Linked DNA regions of Triticum aestivum: region 2 is linked to region 1. Evidence: chromatin contacts called from public HiCAR-type data. All regions are on one chromosome and are shown on one strand. The core of a region is the stretch at or near the end of the contact, and the rest is flanking DNA. Distances in the headings are between cores, read along the strand shown. Region 1 holds the start of LOC123119120 (neutral ceramidase). Region 2 holds the start of LOC123119121 (enolase).

Region 1 (2,939 bases), core at 48-2,547:
AGAAACTGGACCATACATAAGAAGATGTGGAAGACGTCCTATCAATAGCCAACCAATTGTCTTTCAAAAGACAGACTAACTACCAAGATCTGAAGAGAGCTAATTAGACCCGGCAACACAAACTCACACAGACCTTCTGTTGGTGCCAGATCGGATGTCATCGAGGTAGGAAGAGACGAGAGAGACCGGCCACCTCATCAATGTCACCAAGGGAAAAAAATACTAAGGAAAAAAGAGATGATGCTTGCAGTTTGATACCGTTACTTTTCGTTTTAACGAAATGAAGTTTGGGTTTGGGGAAGGGGGCTTTTTATCAACATAGAAAGGGGAAAAATGTTTGTTGTCCTCACTTACAAGCAACCCAACATTAGGTCCGGCCAGTATCGGTTGCCGAAGCCCGAAGCCCAGAGTCCATCCCGTTAATCCATTGCAGGGAGAGAGAAATACATGGATTATCTAAAAAAACAAAATGTTAAAAAACACATGGAGTATCGGTTGCCTAATGTTTTTTTAATTTACGTGTATTAAAAAATGTTAATAAAATTGAACAAAATTCCCCCAATTAAAAAAATATTCATTAATGAAAAAATATCCTGAAAATTCAAAAACTGTCCGTGACTTACGAAATAGTTTATTCATTCATAAAATGTTCACTAATTCAGAAAATGATCATGCATTTAGAAAGATGTTCGTTAAATAAAAATATATCCGTGAATTTAAAAAATTGTTCCACCAATTTCCGAAAAATGTTGGTCGATTCTAGAAATGTTCGTCGATTGAAGAAAATTATGTTAATTTTTTTTGCTAATAGTATAAAATGTTCATGAATTCAAAAAATGATCATGATTTTAGAAAATGTTAGAAAATCTGTAAAAGGGTTCACGAATTTGAAAAATGTTCATGATTTGAAATATGTTCACAATTTCACAAAATTGAGAGTGATAGTGTTACTCGGTGATGCAGTAAAATGTGGTCATGGCCGTTGAAGATTAAGATTTTTTTGCCGTTGCAACGCATGGGCCTTTTGCCAGTATTTCATAATGAATCTAACAATATTGATTTGACATTTTAAATGTTGATACTTTTCCTATAACGTTTGTTTGAGACTTTTTTTATAACTTTAGTCAAAGTAGAGATACTTTGACTGGACAAAACTTACACAGCGACTTTACCGGAGGTTTGATCGGGATCCGAGGATTCTAAGGGCTTTCGAACTGCTAAAAAATCTTACGTTCGCAGTGGAGTAAAAAAAAAAAACAAAATGGGGGCAAACGCGTGGAAGGCCCGGCCCGAAGTCTCAGCGGCGCGTCGCCATCGTCTCCCCACTTGGTCGTCATCCAACCCTCAAAAAAAAAAAAAACTTGGTCGTCATCCTCGCCGCCGATTCAACGCCTCGCCCGCTCCCCCTCCTCCTCAGTCCGGCCGTCTCCATGCCGACGAGGTCCAGGTCCTCGAGCTCAGAGGTGCGCGCGCCTCCTCCCCCGCTCCACCAGTTCCCGCGGTGCTGAACTCCTCTCGTGTTTGTTTGTTTGGTTAGCTGGGTCCCTTTTCCCTTTCCGAGCCGTGCCTTGTACGCTCCACCCTGTCCCCCTCCGTCCGTCGCGGTCGGCCGTCGCCACTGGGAGCCGTGAGCTACGACCACGAGGCGCCCCGCCCTTGGAGTTCCCAACCGGCCTAGTCGTGTCTGCCGGGGACGGAGAGGCGCGGGTTTAAATGCCGGCGGAGGCCACTAGCCAGTGGAGCAGCTGGGGCGGGGTTCCCAGTCGAGATTCGCCCTTCGCATGGTGAGCCAGTCCGCTTCCCCCTCCCCCCCTCACTTCATTCCAGCCAGGTCGCGTCTGTCGTAAATTGGACGCGTTTCACTAATCAGCTAGGGGTAGTTAAATTGCTGTATGCAGTTGTTCTAGCTAGGGTTTGAGCATGCTTGGTGCGGATCTGGGGTGCTAGATTTTGTGCTCCAGTGGATGATTTCTCGTCGAAGTTTAGAACCAGGTATCAGTAGATATTCGCTCTCGAAAAAAAGATATCAGTAGATGTTACGGTTGAAGAATCAACTCCTAAGGGAAAACTATTCATGATACAAATCCTAGGACCTTCTTTTTCTAGAAAAACACTGAATGGATTTTATGGTTCCTCAAAATTCGAAATCTCAAGTGGGAAACTCAGGACTCCGCTATACTAATTCTAGGAGTTTTTATGATACTAAAATTAGGAATTTACGTCTCTTCTAAGAAAACCCAGAATTTCATGGTACTAGTTCCAAGATTATTTTTTGACAAAAAAATACATTGAGCAAATTTCATGATTTTTCCTGCATTTAAATTTAAGTGCAAAATTGATAATTCTGGGACAGTAATTCAGCAACCGCAAATTAAATTGAGTGTACTCTGGGTCCCGGGAGCCGAAAATTCCCGTCCATTATAGGTGCTAATACACTAGTACTACTGATTCTAGAGTACAGACCTACCTACCAAACGGACCCCAGTTTATCAACCATAAACCCGTACAGAATAGGCCATTAATGCCTCCTAGTTCAGAACTCCTACTTCATTTAGTAAAACATGTTATCGCCTGCCAGAAGATGAGATGGACCACACATCAGTCAGATCCACCAAATCGAAGCCATACCTCAGCTGGCCCATGAGCACTCAGGAGATGGCGACCCGGAAGCCTGGCCCACGCCACACTACAGTTTTTTCTCGCGGGGACACTGTATTTATAGCTTAACATGTACTTGTGTCATTATAGCTTGATAATCTTGTTGGATACTAGTATGCACCCTTTCCCTTGCATCAGTATGATAGAATGTTTGGTGATTTTTTTAATAGGCTTTTCTTCTCTTTTGCAGAGTGCAGTTAAATTTCTTGTTCTCTCCAGGCTTCTGGCTTGCACTAGTTAATTAACAACTTCATTCCCTGGTTCCTTCCTGATGGAGGCAT
Region 2 (2,748 bases), core at 223-2,722, 370 kb before region 1:
CATATTTAGTTCACATTATAACATTATTACGATTTTTTTTATAAAACCTGGCACAGAGTAGAAATAGTAAGTCATACAGCCGCAGGGAACATTGCTTGGATGAAAGCAGCATGTTAAAATAAGTTTGGTCATATTAAATAGCCAAGAATTATGGCATAGATTTACAGAATGTGAGTATAAGCAGCAGCCACATTAAATCAGCAAGAACCGCAACATAGATTTACAGATTGTGAAGATAAAATCCAGTCAAACGAATGTAAACCTTGGAAACACCCTTGCCCAAGTAGTCAGATCCACCGTCCCTCAGCTCCAAAGCTTCATAGACACCTACATAAGAGGGATGATTCAGACAAGATTAGCTTCATTCAGTCAATAAATGATGACAGGGACATTGTGTACCTTCACTAGACAGGAACCAAGGCAAAAGTTGATTCTAAGGTTGAAAGGAAAACAGCGGTGATGCAATAACAAAAATGACCCACCAGTTGATGCACCGCTGGGAACGGCGGCCCTGGCGAAGGTTCCATCTGAGCAGCACACATCAACCTGATGCACACAACAAGAGTGAAGTCAGCAACCTCATCTTACATTTCCGTCACAGCAAACAACAAAATCAGAGCATCACTAGGACGCCAAACCACAAGGATTATAAGATAAGCTACATAGACACTATGGCAGCCAGGTGGACGGCGATAATCGGGCTTTTCCGACTAGCTTTTGCTTTTGAGCAACCACAAACTGAGCATGAGCATGACAAACAAACCGATCCGTGGATAAAACCAAAAATAGATGACAAGCAGGCTAACATGAAAATTGCACGCGCCATGGCATCTGACTGAACAAACCACCTCGCGCCGAATCTAGCATAACCCAACCCGCCCAACTCAAAAAACATCCTGCTGGCTCAGGCTCACCCACCTACCCAAAACCCCTCGACTCTGACCGAAAGGGTCCGTCAGAAACCCTACGCTCTGCTGCGCAGAAACCCCAGCCCACGCCCCGCGGGCGAACCGGACCAGATCGGACGCGCAATCGAAAAAGCCGAGCCGCTGCTACGAACGCACGCACGCACGAACGATCGCGGCACCCCTTACCGCTAGCAGATCGAGTCGAACCGGACCACAACGCACAGATCAGGGAGACGGACGGGGGATGGGCGCGCGCGTGCGTACCTCGACGGTGGGGTTGCCGCGGCTGTCGAAGATCTGGCGGGCCTTCACGGACTGGATCGTCGCCGCCATGGCTGGTCTCGCGTGGCTTGGAGAGGAAGCCGAGATCGAATCGAATCGAATCGGACCAGATGGAGCGGAGAGCGAGAGGGGTGCGGGTTCGCTGTACGGGTGGGCGGACCGGAGGGGCGGCCCCTGCTTTCTTATAGCGACGATGCAGATGCAAACGGGGGCGCCGCTGGTTCGCCTATTGTTTTTGACGAGCACACGGGACGCCGCGTCTCTCTGCGGGTGGGGCCGGCGGGCGGGCGGTCCTCCCGGGGGCCCGCGTGTAAGGGGCGCCACGCGGGCGGCCGCGCACGGAGATGGAACAACTGGCGAATATGCCGTGGGATTCGCAGAGCGGTCTGGGAGCGCCCCAGGTGGGGCTAGGCTGATGGGGACACTTGTCGTCTGCCCATTGGGCCGATCCAGGTGACATCGGGTTAATCAGCAAGAGAACAATAAATGGCACAAGAGCGAGCCAACTTGAACTTTTGTTTTGTTTACCTTTTTATTATTATAATCTAATCAATCATCAGATCTGTCGTATTTATTTATTATACAGCCGTAAACATCGGGTAGTCCGCATCGTATATACCGGTACAAAATACTGTACAATTTTATTATTATTATTATTGTTATGACAGGGAGATTTACATCACATCACACGGGGACTGTTGCTCCCAGGCGGGAGCAGGCAGGAAGCAAAAGGCATCTCAGATTTCTATGCTGGCCTTGGAGCATTTCGGCGAAAGATACGGAGCTGCGTGCTAGGATTTTCTTCCCATCTTCACTTGTTGGCGAAAGCGACGCCCTTGTGGATGCTCTCGGCCAGCTCGCCCTTGGCCTTCTCCAGCCCGGCCCTGCACCACGGCGACAAGGCAACATTAAATTGGGCGACACAAGCAAATCATCCTTCCCTAGGCTATGTATGTATGTGCTCAGCTGCAGACCTCTCAAACTCGTTCAGCGGGCCGAGCGGCAGGACCTCCTCGACGCCGGACCGGCCCAGCCGCACCTTGGACGCGAAGAAGGGCAGCTCCGTCACCTTCAAGACACGCAATGAAGAACAAGATTTTGCGATTCAGAAAATGCTTGTCGGTCGGCTAGGAATGATTGCTTAGGGATGAGCTGAGAGAAAGAAATAATAACCTGAGAGGCTATGTAAGAGCACTCCACTATCCCGGCGTCGCCGCGCAGCCCTCTCAGGCAGGCGTCCGCGAATTTGGCTGCTGCGTAGGCCTGAAATTTAAAAAAAAAGGGAAGATTTAGTGTTGCTTCAGCCATCGTCGGAGCATACAAACCAGGTTGACTGATGGGGATGTAAGTTGGGGGAGACAAACCATGGAAAGGGTTGCTGATCCTGCTCCTGCCTTCGCCTGAAATGAATTTGGATTGTCAGAAAGGAACTTCATCGCATTAATACAACAGTGGTCAAGGTTCCTCTACAACACAACACTGGTCAAACACTGGCCGGCCGGCCAGCCAACAGCTTAGGAAAATTCTATTGACTGTCAGGCAGCCACCAAACCAGAAC

The links. HiCAR-type assays count read pairs that join an accessible place to other places.
Region 2: a HiCAR-type map of leaf shows a contact between it and region 1, with 8 times the contacts expected there. The contact joins the promoter of LOC123119121 here to the promoter of LOC123119120 in region 1. A contact is called at or near these places in 2 of 5 Hi-C or Micro-C datasets (both in leaf) and 1 of 1 datasets of contacts at active chromatin or transcription factors (leaf).

The regions. Positions count from the first base shown.
Region 1 is chr5D:12,311,949-12,314,887 of IWGSC CS RefSeq v2.1, reverse strand. It overlaps LOC123119120 (neutral ceramidase), which reads left to right and starts at 1,297. Exons shown (of 10, transcript XM_044538813.1): 1 at 1,297-1,463; 2 at 2,849-2,939. The coding sequence starts at 2,930.
Region 2 is chr5D:12,677,866-12,680,613 of IWGSC CS RefSeq v2.1, reverse strand. It overlaps LOC123119121 (enolase), which reads right to left and starts at 1,472. Exons shown (of 17, transcript XM_044538815.1): 1 at 1,173-1,472; 2 at 483-546; 3 at 263-327. The coding sequence starts at 1,241. It overlaps LOC123119122 (malate dehydrogenase, glyoxysomal), which reads right to left. Exons shown (of 9, transcript XM_044538816.1): 6 at 2,555-2,590; 7 at 2,364-2,453; 8 at 2,165-2,259; 9 at 1,807-2,074. The coding sequence ends at 2,002.